Linked DNA regions of Mus musculus: region 2 is linked to region 1. The links are chromatin contacts, called in public Hi-C maps. All regions are on one chromosome and are shown on one strand. Each heading gives the region's core, a stretch centred on a gene start, on an enhancer-like site or on the middle of the called end of the contact. The rest is flanking DNA. Distances are from core to core; before and after follow the strand shown. Region 1 has its middle 9.9 kb from the start of Gm36865. Region 2 has its middle 67 kb from the start of Gm6567.

The links. Hi-C and Micro-C count contacts between places; a contact is called where the count stands out from the background.
Region 2: a Hi-C map of muscle stem cells shows a contact between it and region 1, with 1.5 times the contacts expected there. The contact joins two enhancer-like sites. A contact is called at or near these places in 2 of 484 Hi-C or Micro-C datasets (embryonic stem cells and muscle stem cells).

Annotation. Positions count from the first base shown.
Region 1 is chr7:72,832,785-72,840,240 of GRCm38.p6, forward strand. No RefSeq gene overlaps it. Among named protein-coding and RNA genes, the nearest start is that of Gm36865, 9.9 kb to the left of the region's middle. Within about 2 kb of position 3,432, at least 2 of the 459 cell types and tissues checked have an H3K27ac peak or open chromatin away from gene starts, as enhancers often do. A contact at or near this core is called in muscle stem cells, where this site is marked.
Region 2 is chr7:73,031,685-73,039,184 of GRCm38.p6, forward strand. No RefSeq gene overlaps it. Among named protein-coding and RNA genes, the nearest start is that of Gm6567, 67 kb to the right of the region's middle. Within about 2 kb of position 5,372, at least 32 of the 459 cell types and tissues checked have an H3K27ac peak or open chromatin away from gene starts, as enhancers often do. A contact at or near this core is called in muscle stem cells, where this site is marked.

The DNA of each region.
Region 1 (7,456 bases), core at 2,182-4,681:
CAAAACCTATATATGTGATTATTCTTCCAAGCTAAAACTGCTAAGGGCTAGGAACTTGACTCGGTCAGAAGAATGACCATTGCATAAGCTTGAGGGCCTGAGCCCAGGTTCCCAGCACCCACAGTTTTAAACGGCAGAGGTGGTGGTTTGCATTCGAGTCCTTGTGCTCAGGAAGCTGAGGCAGGAAGACACTTGGGTCTCACTGACCATCTAGGTTTGTTGTTCTGTGAGCTTCAAGTTCACTGTGAGAGCCTGTCTCAAAAATTAAGATGGAGAATGACTGAAAAAGACATCCAATATAGATGTTCAAAGCACGCACACACATGTGTAAACAATACTGTCATCCATACAAGAACCATAGGTTCCAATGTTAATAACGCAAACAGGTCTCTCCCCACTCTGTTCCATCTCCATATATGCATATTTTTTGTTTTCTTTGTTTGCAATCTTAGACTTCAGGATCTTATTTTATTCCTCAAAAAAATAGTCATTTCATCTGTTGTGATTATACCAAACGACACACTGCTGTTATATTAGCAACAAAATAGGACCCTGATGCTCGGCAACAGATTTCCATTGTATTGTTTTCCAATACAGCCTCCATCATTTAATTCAGATGCTCCAAAATAAATGGTAAATTTGATTTAAGTGGCTATTTCTGGAGAAAAAACAGCAATTATACAAGCCAGATTTTACATGAAAAATTTGTAGAGAATTCAATATTGCTAGTTTTATCTAGACAGATCTTGAAATGTCTAAGTTGTAGTATCATTTATACTCTTGGATAAAATGAGGAACGTAAAATAAGTTTTACAAAGCACATGATTTTTCTTTTCAATTGAAAATCTTCAAAACTTGTTTCTTTGGACTAGGGTGTAATTCAGTGTAGAATGCTTACCTGGCAGTCATGAAACTTTGGGTTTGACCACTTACCATCAATAATGAAAACCATTCCTCTGCTGTGTCCTGTTTTTTGTTGTGTCATGAGCCAGAAATCCTAAAAGTTGCTGATTGAAGAATCCTAATATAAACATGGTGGAAAAACAGAAGTTTCATAGCCCTTTAAAAGCATAGAACTTTCAGTGAAATGCTAGATGTTGAGAGAAATAAAGAAAGAAGTGGACTGAACATGGAGGAATGGAAGGCCTTGAAAGACTCAGAATAGAATGCAGAAGCAAGCACAAGAGTCCTGGTGTGGCTGAAGGATGCCCCTGATGGAGACTGCCCAAGAAGTTTGGAGCCAGAAGGACTTATCGTGGAAACATGGGATCATTGCGTACTATCTACATGATGGGGGTAGGGTTCATGGCAGTTGGGGCTGGCTATGAATGTCAGCTGGAACCAAGGTACACAACAGAGGTGGAAACAACGGAAGCCCTACGTAAACCTGTCTACTCAAAGACTGAAACCAAAGATAATGACTGGGATTGGGGAGGGGGAGAGAGATTTTCACCCAATTGCCAATTTATTTGATAATCGTCTAAAAGTACCAAAAGAAAGACCAAGGCTGAGAAGACAGAAGATAACACAAGAGATGAGCATGGGAAACTTAGCTGATGTTGTGTTTCTTATATTTTAAATTATTTCTCAATTTTAAAAAGTTCAAATTTTGGACAAGGTGGGATTAAAACCTGACCACACCCCAAGCCAGTTATGCCAGGACACCTCACACATTTTCAATAATTATACAAAATAAACATAGCGTCCTGCAATAAATGTGTCCATTTCACATATTTACTAAATGGATTCTCAAGTATTCATTAGAGTCAGAGATACATGGGTAGAAGCATTGCAGAGGGAACCAGCTGTCTGTCCAGGTGTCCTGAAAGTATGATATCACAAGTCAGGGCAGCCTCATGATATCATTCTTTCAGTTACATGCTAAGTGCATATCTGTGCCCAGCCCTGGGCTGGATGGTTGATACTCCACTGTGGGTACTGTGGAAAACCATTTTATCTTTTCTTTACTGGAAAGTCAATGCTGCCAGTTCCTCCTAAGTCTCCCAGTAGATTAGACCAAGTTAGCACTTGGCAACTTGGAGGGCTATGGAACACAGAAGCTAAACAACAGAACAAGAAGCCTAACATGACTTTCATCTGATCCAGACATTGGCAAGCTATGTTCCACATGCCAAATCCAGCCTGCTGCCCGTTTCTCACGTCCAGCAAACTAAGTGTAAAATGTGAAGACAATTGATCTTCAGAGAACAGTTGCCTGATCTTGCCTTTTGGCACACAAACAGAAGACAATAATTACTAGCTGGCTTTATTATTTTTAAAGCCTAAACACTAGACTAGCCATAGTGAGACCACGTGGCTATCTGAAGAATTGTTGTTATCTCAGTGCGTCCATCTCTTGAACTTGGACAAGTTTCTAGGAGTAATGTCATCAAACTCCAGCTCTGACTCTTTCCTTTGCCAGAGTACAAGGAATGGGTATTTGCATTTTCCCCAACAATCTCATCAGCTTTCCAAGCTAGTGCTCCAATAGTTCAGTCCTAAGCATCCTGTGCTTTCAGCAGGTTTCTATAAACCCTGCCACTTACACTGTGCACTCTAGGCTTCCTCAAGAAAGGAATTGTACACAAAAAGAAAATGAGTAAATATTCCTAGCCTTTCAGGAATGGAGACAGATCTTGGTTATAGCCACTTAATCCCACTACTGTGTTCTGCAAATAGCAACAGGAACTGATGAGGGTCTGGACCTTTGTCTCATTAGTTAAGAACTTACACTGCTCTTGTAGAGGACCACACTTCATTTCCCAGAACCCATGCTAGAGGGCTCACAACCACACATAACTACAGTTCATAAAGAGCTAACACCCTCTTCTGGCCACTGCAGGCATTACACTCAGGCACAAACACACAGATAAACACAGATACACGTGCTGAAAACTAAAAATTAATTCTTTCAACAATATCTGAAAATGACCCTGTCAGGGTATGTTCCAACAAAGCCTTATTTACTGGAACTAGAAAGCAGGCTGGCTCTGGCCTATGACTGCCAAACCCTGACCTAAGTTGTTCTTAGCTGTTCCAACTCAAGTTTGTATCATATGTAGGAATTTCATTTTCTATTAAAAATTTTTAAAAATTGGAGGCATGTGAAATGGTACTGTCTTAAATAGATGCACAGGTGATATAATCAATCAAGTATAGCTTAGGGGAGAAACTTATGTAGCCCCTCACATAGCACAGATTAAGTTGAATCCCCCAAAATATATTTGAATCTTGAATCTTCCCAATGACCACAAGATCCTTCACTTTTGTATCAGTGAGATTGATGTCAGAGTCACCTTGAGCAAGCAGGACATTCGTCAAGCATGTTTTCTCTGTTGCACAATCCGTAGCATTTTCATCTAGAAAGACTTTCTGCATAAAACAGTTTGTGCTGCCTCTGAGGCATTTTAGCTTGTGGCCTATGAAGGGCACTACTCTGGCATGCCCAGCTAGGGTGTCGCTTTCCACCAGGGCCAGTCAGAATGTTCTCTAGAGCTTCTCCTGAATTTCAGTTTTGAAACGCTTGACCAAATGAGTCACAAGACCCAAATGAGGTCAGAAAAATCTTTGGGGTCATGCTCCTTCCTAATAGATGAGCTGCAATGGAAACCACTCAGAGCTGACATTCCAGAGGAATGTATCCCGTGTTTCTAATCATTAAAGTCAAAATTATAATAGATAGCACTCAGCTCCCCTGTTCGTGAGTTTTAACTCTTCAGAGGTCATTGTAGACGCAGCCTATTAAATAATGCAAGCCAGACAATGCTGACTGAATCAAACCCGAAATGTCACTCTGGGTTTAAATTGATTTTCTTATGTGAGGACCTCTTTGCTTGCAAATCAGAATGGCCTTATATTCTCACATCTGAAGGAGGAGGTTGGCTTTCGCAGGATTAATTTTAACAATGCCGATTGATGCGAAGGTTTGTGTTGGGTCATGGAATGGCCTTCTCTCCAGGACTTGAATTATTCATAAGCATTCCTGTGTGTTGTCTTTCTTTCCTGACAATACAGACAATGGCAATGGGGGAGAAGCTAGCCAGCTGCACACACTTTACCTTCTTGAACACACTAGCCAGTAGAAGTGGGTGGGTTTGAAGTGGGTGTATTAATTACAGGAATTTAGATGAATAACTCTTGAAACTAAATAACTAATAGCTGAAGGTGATCTAGTGACAAGCTGTGTTTTCCCACATAGATACATCTCATTTTGTCTCTCCCCTAACCATCTCTTGGAGGGTATTAACCAACAGCTCACTCACAGGAACAAACAACTCTATCTCTGAGCTGCAAACCCCAGCAAGCTGTGTGCACTTTATGCAAAGGTAAGAGGTTGTAAACATGCCAGGTACCAACCTTCCATCGTTGTGATCATGAATACAATTGTTTTGGCAGCCTCTTGAATGACCCAAGATTTAAAGAGCACCTGGAGATGAGCAGGTATACCATCAGGAAGGTACAACCCAAGAAAACCTGTACAACTCCAGCCTACCCCTCTAGGCTCCGACACTGGGGTGCATCCCGCACAGAACTCCAGACTGTTCTTCTAGAAAACCAACAAAGTCAAGGCTCTTTTTCAGTTTTCAGATAAGAATTTTAGATGCAGAGCATTTTCTTTGAGGGAAGCATCCCCTGCATCAGGGAGAAGTCAGACTGCTGCACTGAAGTGGGTACAGAAAAGGAGATAATTTCCTGGGGACTGAGAAAGCCTAGGTATGCTTCCTGACCTCTGTGATGTACACAGCTCTCTTTGTCCAGGGTAGGAGAGAATGGTGAATATCAGGAAACACAAAGAAGAACCGATTCTCAGATTATTGGATACCAAATGTAATTGCTAAAACTAATCTTGTAACTTAGACAAGCGAGCAGCTTACACCAACATCTGCAGTGGGGAATTTCTGTCTTCATTTTCCTTACTATATAAATACCGATAAGGAACCAGCTGCTTTCTCTATGGCTAACGGCAACATTATTATAGTCCTATAATCTAGGGTCAAGGAGAAACTGTCCCTGGTCCTCCGGGACCTTATTATGTCCTTGGCTTTGTAGAACAGCACAATTTTATAATTTTTCTTTTGGACAAAAAGAAAACGCACCAGCTTTTAGAATAATGCAAATTTTATGTGAGGAATTTGGCCAAGAAAAATATCCAGGGAAAACCCTGCCTAGATTCCAAGTACAGTTGAACAAAAGAAAAGAAAGAAGAAGAAAAGAAAAACACCATAACCTATGTGACCTTAATACAAAATGCAAAAGGATGGCACATCTTAAAGTAAAAAAATAGAAAAAAGAAAGGAAGGGAGGGAGGGAGGGAGGGAGGGAGGGAGGGAGGAAGCTGTCTAACATGCAGTTTATTTGTTCATGTTGCTAATTAAGGCTATATAGACAGTGGCCTTAAAAGTATGGCATTCCTTGAAAAGGGGAGAGAAATGATGCCTGACCCTCAGGATAGCCAATGAGTGGACCAAATGTGCTCTGATTATGTGTGCAATTACCCAAAAGTTTGTTATTGCAAAATTGAATTCTTTCCTGCCGAAGTCCAACGCTAAGTAATTAAGTGCAGAACTGTGCTTGGTCTCATCACAGCACAAAATAGCAGAGGTCATGGAAAGTGTTGTGCTCCCCTGCCATTAATATTCCGCTGGTGTTGGAATAGATTAGCAGCAGAGCACAGCAGGTTAGGATTGCCTGATTCTGTTCAGCCCCACATAATGAACGCGAGGAGAGTGTCTTGAATGTCTAATGTCAGTCACCGAGCAGAAGGGGACAAAATCCTCCTGCCTGCTCCCAGGGCTTTGAAAGAACTGTTTATCTCATGAATTTTCACTCACTAATAATCATACCTACTGCTGTAAATTGCTAATAATTGTCAGGCTAAATGAACTCAGCTTTTCTCCCTTGACAACTCCCCCTTTTATGTGCTGTCATGGAGCCTCCTCATCATACCTTTTTTGTCTATGGAAATCCAGCTCTGTCTGCCTGCCAGGGGGATTCAGGTCCATCTCCACGTTAATGCTTCTCAATACTCACCTCTCCTGAGCACAGGCTTGTCCCTCTTGAGTATAGTCCTCAGGTGTGTTGAAGGCACATGCTTGTCCCTCTTGAGTATAGTCCTCAGGCGTGTTGAAGGCACATGCTTGTCCCTCTGGAGTATAGTCCTCAGGTGTGTTGAAGGCACATGCTTGTCCCTCTGGAGTATAGTCCTCAGGTGTGTTGAAGGCACATGCTTGTCCCTCTTGAATATAGTCCTCAGGTGTGTTGAAGGCACATGCTTGTCCCTCTTGAGTATAGTCCTCAGGTGTGTTGATTTTCACTTCTTTTTATTTGATTCAGTTTTTAACTTATTAGTGTTTATTAACCATACTAGTGGTAATGTGATATATTTCTATACCACCCTTTCCCATCGTCTCCACCCTCCTCAAATTGTAGTGAAAACTACGACACTTCTGCTTTCACGTTGACATTTCTAGCTTCTGCATATGAAGAAGAACAGGCGGGCCACCTTTTGCTGTGGCTGCTAATTTCACTCCATGCCCTCCAGTTCCTGTCATTTAGCTATGAATGACAAGCTTATGTTCTTCATGTTTGCATAATCCAGCAGTGTGTGTGCACGTGTGTGTGTGTGTATTCACACATTCACAGGGTGGGTCACAGGTGCACATGAGTACACAAACACACTGCTTTCTTTCTCCAACCAATTGTTGTTAGACACCTAGGCTGATTCTGTACCTTGGCTTTTGCAAACAGAGTGTCAGATGGACCTTTCCAGGCTGATGACAAAAGTCCATAGCCATTTGCAACACCTCTTCTATGTATTATTATATATAAAGGGAGGACAGACATACAGACAGAGAAACAGAGACAGGGAGAGACAGAGACAGAGAGATAATACACTTAATTAAGGGATGGAAAAGAAAGAAGGATACTTGCTCCAAGATGAAAGACTGATCTATCTGACTGCTCAATGAATAGGGAGGTGCTGTAGGCACCTTTTGATGAGCATTTACGTGGGACATAAATATCTTTACACCGTTTGCCAATTCCAATAAATCTATCCACATAGTTCTTCCCCAAATGTCATTCTCACCAATTCTTTGTTCAGACCCTTTCCAAGTCCCCGACCATTCATGCAGTCCACTGACTACAGCCATGACTCAGTGAACAATTGTATATCTGGCCATATCCCTTCCAAAAAAAAATGTATGATCACGCGCATTGCCTCAAGTTCTGCCCATTATGAAGATTTCCTCATGGTGTCTTTTGGGATTTTCTAGAAATGGTTGGAATGCTGCAGTTATCCACTCTCTACACTGCTCAGTGTGTAGAACCATCAGTAAACCAGGCCTTAGTCTTCTTTTCCTCAGTCAACCAATTATAAGGTAGACCTCATACAATTACAGGTGTATTCTTGGGGGAAGCAGGCATTATAGCAGAAGTAGAAACAGTAACCATTTGA
Region 2 (7,500 bases), core at 4,122-6,621, 200 kb after region 1:
AGATGGACCTAGGGAGTCCGTAGGAGCGTTCTGAAGGAAAGCAAAGAGATTTCACTGAAAGTAGAGATTAAAAAACAAAGTCGAGCTCAGATGCCTGGTTATCATAATGAGAGAGAGAGAGAGAGAGAGAGAGAGAGAGAGAGAGAGAGAGAGAGAGAGGGAGAGAGAGGGAGAGAGAGAGAGAGAGGAGCTTAGAGTAGCAGAGACAAATAAGGGTTCTGACAGAAAAAAGATCGTAGAGAAAAGGAGTACCCAGCAAAGGAAACTGAGAGCAAGCCGAAAGAGAGAGGTGTCCTCAGATGGAGACACACCTATGTCAATTTCAATAAATGACTCATGGGTTGCATTGATGAAAAACATTCTCCCTCAGGAGGAGTGGTGCTCTCCCAAGCTCTACTCTGAATAGTTTGTACATTTTGCAAAAGAAATGTTTACTCATGGCTCACTGTAGCCCTTGCCAGTTTGCGGGGGCCACCCAGCTGCATCTTGTGTGGGTTCGCTCTGGGGTCGCGCAAGAAGAGCCTCGCATTGTCTGGATTCTCTCACTCAGGGACAAAATGAGCCACTCATTTTGTGACAGAAGCCCTCTATATCGTTTTTGCTGAACTAAAGCAGGCCAGCAAGACTCACAGGTCATGGGCTTTGAGTCTTCTTCCCTCTGGTTTGTGGAGATCAAAAACAACTGCAAGATTTTGGAAGAGAAGACATAGAACGCGCGCGCACACGCGCGCGCGCACACACGCACCTCCCCGCACCCTACCCACTGCAGAACTGAGGCGGAACAGCCTCCAAACAGCATCAAGGCTCCTGAAATGTCAGAGACAGCAGAGAGAGAGCCTGCTTGCCACCCCCACACACGCTGTGATGGAGTATCGATTTCAGACACTGTTGCAGAGGAAAACTGAAAGTGCCTGCTCCAGCAGCTTGTCAGGCACTCGCCAGCCTGTCCCAAAGGACATCACACCAGCAGCTTCCTCGGGCCTGGTGCCTTTAAAAGCAGAGTCAGGCCTTCGGAGACTTGTTTCTTCACTCCTTGAGATTTGATCAATGACCCAGCCAGACAACATTTTCATTATTGTGACAAGCATACTTAGAGTACTCCAACCAGGAGAAAATGGAAAGCCAAGCTGTAGCTAGTGTGCGCAGAACTTAGGCAGAATAAAAAAAAGCAACGTGCTCCGATGATTGGCACTGCTAGCATTCGGGGAATCTGTTATCCTTTTGAGAAAGGCTGTATTTATTCAACAGACATGTACTGCACGTTATAGTGAGCCTTGGGGCGGAGAAGAGAAAAAGACAAACGTCTGCCTCAAAGACTTCCTGTCTAGAAAGGATAGCCACTGTTGACGGCAATGTGAGCAGCCAGAAATCAAAGAGGGCGAGGCAATAGGAAATAAGGTGCAGGGTTTGAGCGCATCGATGCTGGGATGAGCAAGGATGTTCATTCTGCTCCCAGGCGCATTAGGAGAGGCAGACAATATTAGGGTCTGAGGACAGGCTCCTGCCCTGCCCCCCACCCCCCCCACCCCCGTGATCACTTAATAGTGAAATAGCAGTGTAAAGAGGCTTCAGTCACAAACTGCTTCATTAGTGGGTCAACTGTCTTGCAGAATAGTCTACCCCACTTGAGGTTCTATTACTCTCCTCTATCTTGAGTATAAGGTACAAGTTTACAAGCCATCTTTGTCAAGGAAATGGCAGGAGGCTTGCTCTCTACGGGAGTAAAAGAATCAAATAACCTACAAATAGGGAGCGTGGGCCCTGGGCTGAAAGACAGCTTGATATTGAAAGTGACCTTGAGGTTTCTCTGCTCAACCTCAGAGAACCACAGGAAGAGAAAATAAAACCAGTGGTGATGGTTCAGTATAATCAGGTGTTTTAAATGTTCTAAAATGCTATCTATTTTTAATGATCTTTGATGCCAGAAACCCAAGGAAGATAGGTCAAGCTTAAAAATAGCCAGTAAGTCGTTGTGTGGTCCCATGTTTGACAACGATTTCAGGCTTCCCTGAACCATAACTTTATAATATAGAGGTATGGAAGAGCATCCCTAGTTCTTAAGATTAGAAGGGACAAAGAAAAGGAATGTGTGGGGCAAGGTATGTCAGCGAAGATGCCTACCATAGCTAAGTGAGTTCAAGATCCACCCACACCTTTGGCAGAGACAATGAGAGCCTTTGTTCAAGCATGTCTATGATTCAAACAAAACTTTACTGAGTCTCTAGTATATGTGAGGTATTGAACCAGGCAGGCAGCCATCTGGGAGAGCATCCTTGGATCGACTACAAATATCTACTGATTTTGAACTGTTCATAAGCCATCTCACATTTTTCCAAAAATAAAGCAACGTGTGATAGTCATCCCACTTCCATTTCTCTCCGAGTTGCGGATCCAATGAGTATTTAATCATTTGATCTATACTAAGTATTTTCCTAGATTCTGAGAACACCAAAATATTTAGAATCCAGCCTTTGACCTTAAAACTCACCATGTAGGTGCTTTCGGTAATTTCAATTAAATGAGGCCACCATGATAATTTTTATATCATCAAAATGCTATAAAATTTTCCAGGGGTGCGCAGGGGTAAGGGATTTAATTTTTAAGGGGATATTAGCAATTTTATTGGTCTATCAAGTAGGAGTTGTAGCTGGCAGGACAAAGAAAATCAAAGGTGTCTCTTGCTGACGTGAAAGGATGCCCTGCAGAGGACCAGGGGTGCAGGAGGACTCAGGCAGGAGGTGTTGATATGTGCATGTGAGAACAATGTGCTTGGGAAGACACCTGAACACCTTACTACAAAGCAAGGCACCCACAGGACAATCTGGGCAGCTCTGCCAAGGAGTCCAGACTCCATTCACTGAACAATGGGAGTGCCTTTATCAAACCAGGCCTAGAAAAAAAATGTAAACAAAACACACAACTGCAAGCCTGTATACAACAAACAGCTGTCTCACTCTGCTTGGAAAATGAAAAACCATAACAGTCCAGGTTGAGCCGAGCTATGAGTGGATGGATGGTGTTTCCCCCTGGGGTGGAGCAACACCAGGCATAGGTCTTATACCTTCATGCACATATTCACCGGCCTCTCGAAATAAAATAAAATGAAAATGAAAGCAAGCTCAATGTCTGAGGCTGTGTGATACCCCTGATACAGTTAATTGATAACTGTAACAAAAACAGTTGTGCAAGAGCTTTCAGGGAAGTTGTGAGAACAAATAGCATGTAAGGATGTAGCATGAATAAATGCATACTACAGGGTACTCTGGGGAGCAGGAGCCCAGCCCTAAACAACAGAATGCCCATGAGAGCTGCCTCTGCACTTTCTCCGACACACACCACATCTTCCCACCAGAGCTGGTACATCTCCTGTAACTGATACCCATGCCCCTATGAACACTGATGAATAATAGGTATCCTTCTGCATGTGTCAGAACTAATTCCAGGAGCATCCTCTTCCATGCCAATCTAGAGTCAACCTTTGAAGCCTGTTCATACAACTCTCTTTGAGAAGGAGAACAGATAAATTTCTTCCAAAGGGAATCACTAGGCAGTGAGAGGTGCCACCATCAATAGATGGGAAATTCAAGTGCACCTCCGGTGTGTGATGGTCCACCATTGTCTTGCATGCAAAATAATGGACTTCACAAAATTTGACACATTCCACTCCAAAATACTGCAGTTAGTTAATTAATCCATGTTTGGTAATCTTATCCATAAAACATCAACAGTGCCTCCTAGTCCATTAACCCCTTGAGTTTCTGGGAACTGCTTTGGAATTGGTCTTAAAAGTTTCAAGTCAGATTGTCTTTGCAACTGATTGGCAAATGACTGGGTCAGTTACATAAACTCAATATGACCCACAGAACTTACCAGCAAAGAGAGCTTAATTTCCCTGCCTCCTACATTTTGCTCTTGGAAGTATTTTAGAAACCATGGCAATTTATAATCACAAAAGGTGTTGTTAGCCAGGATCAAATAAAATAACAAATAAGGTCTTAACCCTCAAGTGCTTTTCCAAGTACTACATAATTGAGTGTACAGCTTGATCTCTTCCACACTCCAACCCTACCCCCACTTTTTTTGTATTTTCCATGATCAACCTTTAACCTCTTGGAGGCTTGGAGGTTGCCTCCTTGTGTAGTCAGTTGAAGAAGAAGCCGAGAGCCAGGGCAGCTGCAGCTGCCTTGTCCTGATCATAGTGACAAGGATGAACCTGAAGACCCAGCTGCTGAGGCCCAGTTGCCCAAGGCTAACTCAGTGTGGAAGGTAGAGTAGAGGAGTGAGGCCCACTTTATGTTACCTGAGGGACTTTTGAGGTTTAATTGCAACCGGTTTTCATGAGCCTCTGCTCTGAGCCAGAGCTCAGGCCAAGCCTCCTTCCATGAAAGCCAGATTGAACCTTTCTAGGTTAATGACACATGAGAGAGAACTTCACAGTCGTTTCTGATGACATTTCAGTTTCTAAGAGCAAGTCCATTCGTGACTCTGCCTCCTTCAGCCTTCCCGGCACTGTAAGGCACACAGCCTTCTCCTGACTGATCCCTGATGTATCTCGGGCTTAGCCACAAAGAGAGAAAACTTGCTGACCAGACATGGCTCTCATGCGCTCACCCTTTGACCCTGTTTTAAAACCTTGTGTGGGACACCTGCTGCATCTTAAGCCAATCCAAAGCACAGGAGATCTAAAGTCACCTCTGAAACTTTCCAAGGAGTCTAGAGTGGTTCCTTCACAAAAGGGAAGATGGGGAAGATGTACATGCTTAATTTAATAGGAGCATCTTGCCCTAAGTGTCATGAGAGAAAAAATGAAGGGAGGAAGGGGGGGAGGGAGGGGGGAGGAAAGAGGGAGGGAGGGAAGGAGGGAGGGAGGAAGGGAGGGAGGGAAGGAGGGAGGGAGGAAGGGAGGGAGGGAGGGAGGGAGGGGGGAGGGAGGGAAGAGAGAGAGAGAGAGAGAGAGAGACTAGAGAAGGAAAGACAACACACACAAACACATGAATCATTTGCAGGAGAAAACTAGAGCTTATTCTTATTTTGGGGCATCTCCCATAAGAACATTGCTTTATTTCGCCGACAGAGAGAAAAAGAGTGACATTTCGCTTCAGCTCCAGGCACAGAGGGGGCCAAAAGGCAAGCCCCACAGAAGAACATCTGGTTGGCAAACACCGAGGAACACAACACCTGCAAGCTCCTCATGTGTTTACGCAGTAACTGCTTGTCCATTATCCACACAAAATATGTTCTGGGGCTGGAAACCCGTACCCTGTGCCAACAAAGTCTGGAGCGATAACGCGGCCTGTTTATCTTGGAATTCCCTGTCCTTGCATGGGCGGGTCGCCCTCAGCCAAGCCGACTCTGGAACATTTTTGTGCCTAGCGCCTCCCTGCTGAAACTTCAACAAGCTTGGAACTGGAGACTGAGGAAAGGGCGTTGGAGAATGCAAGCATAAAGAACGACTGCTGGGCTGCGGGAGTCGTTTGTGCTATTATTTACTCGAGTGTGAAGATTTGCTGGCAGGGCTCTGTCATTTCTGAGCCTCTGGAAGTAGTTGCATGTATCAAAAAACATCACCAAAACAAGCCATCTGAACACCCACACTTACAGGAAACCTTACCCGGGAGACTCAGAATTCTTCTAAAAGAACAAGGCCTGCGGCTTGTGACTCTGCCCTTGGCAGCTGGGGTTGGGAGCCCCCGGCATAATTTATTGTGTCTCCCTTTGAAGCACTCTCTGCTACATAGGAAGCATCCACCCAAGAGACCTGTCTGGAAGCCGTGTGATGGCGACCAGGGCAGAAAAGTCCCCCCCATCAGTCAAAGCCCACACTTGAGGGTTGGGGTCAAGCCCTACACCAACCCTAGCACCACCCTGAGTCAAAATTACTGCTACGGTGAACGCTATTGGCTTGGGAAACAGTGAAAGCCTAGAACGTGGAAGTGAGAAGAGAGGTGTGGGGAAAACAGTCGAATTCCTAGGTATTGGAGTTACAGATCTGTGGGTCTTTTCCTCACAACTCAAAGCTCCTCAGCTTTTAGCCTAGAAAAAGACGGGGAGCTTCCAGGGTCAAGTTGCTTAGCCACGTGGTTTCCCCTCAGGTCTGGCTGGCTGCTCCCTGCTATACCTTAAGGCTTATCATAACTGAAGGACAAGGTACACGCATCGTCGGTCCCCTGCCCATGTGCTCAGCAGGTCCGGTGTGTGTTGGATTGCCTCTCTCTGTCAAAGGCCTTGTGCCTGGTCCATAGAATAAAGTTAAGGAGTCACAAAGTGTGATGCCCAGGAGTCGAAGGAGCTGGGACCCGTGTTGCTTTGAAACTGTGTCTAAACCATTATCCTTATACAGAATTAGACACTACTCTCATACCGAATTACACATTTCCAAGCATGCAGCTCTTCCTCCTCTTGCCTTGTCCTGGGTATGTTAACCCCATTCCCCTTTGACCTGCTCCTCGCTGTATGTCTGAAGACAGGTTTTTGTTCATTAGACATCCTGATTTGTATTTGATCTTTTATGTTTCCTGACTTCTGTGTATAACACACTCAGCTGCATCCAGACGCATCCCATCTAACAAGCAATCTCTAAGGCTCAGCACCTTTATTGTTATTTAATGCTTGGTCCTCTGAAGAGACCATGTCCCAGTAGAATGGCCCAGTGGAGATGAAAACCAGGTAAACCCAGGAAGAGTCACATGATCTCTTTTAAAGACAATATTCACAAAGTACTTCCTATCTCTCAAATTTGTAGTCATTTATTTAAAATTTGCTTATCCCCAGATGCCCTGCCTAGCAACAGCATCAGCCTGACTCTATGCAACAGCAGGGTATGTGAGCCTAGGTTCAGTAATGGTTATGTATTTATGGTGCTTCAGAAACCAGAAACCTTGAACCAGCCCAGCAGTTTATTGCAATGAATATTTGCATGTAAATCTGCTTGAGGGTATATATATATATATATATATATACATATATATATATATATATATAGAGAGAGAGAGAGAGAGAGACTGCAGTTTCTGATGGCATTTCAACAAATGAGTATGTGATGGAAAGATGAAAGAGCTAGAGGAAATGAGTGGTGTCTACTCAGTGGAGAGAGATGGAGGTAGAGACATGACAGCAATGACAGGTGTGAGAGATGGCTGCAGTGGACAGGAGAGCATGTCGCTGAGTAGGGCAGACAGAGTGATGTGCAGCCTGGAGCTTGCATAGACTCAGACCTCAAATATGGTGCCCCCACTGTACAATCGCCCTGGTTCTGAGCAATGACCAGATAGCCAAGATGAAAAATGGTTCATTTTCTGGATTTGACTTCCTCAAAAGACCTCTATGATCCATTCTGCCCCTGGAAGTCACTTTGTGATCTGTGGTCCACTGCCCACATAGTGTTGAAGCCCAAGGTTCATTTGGATGTCCCAGGTCCTACAGCAGCCAGGAGCCATGTTGACGTCTGTGGAGTGAAGTACCACAAAGGCCATGTGTATAGTCTGCTGCTGCCTGAAGTCA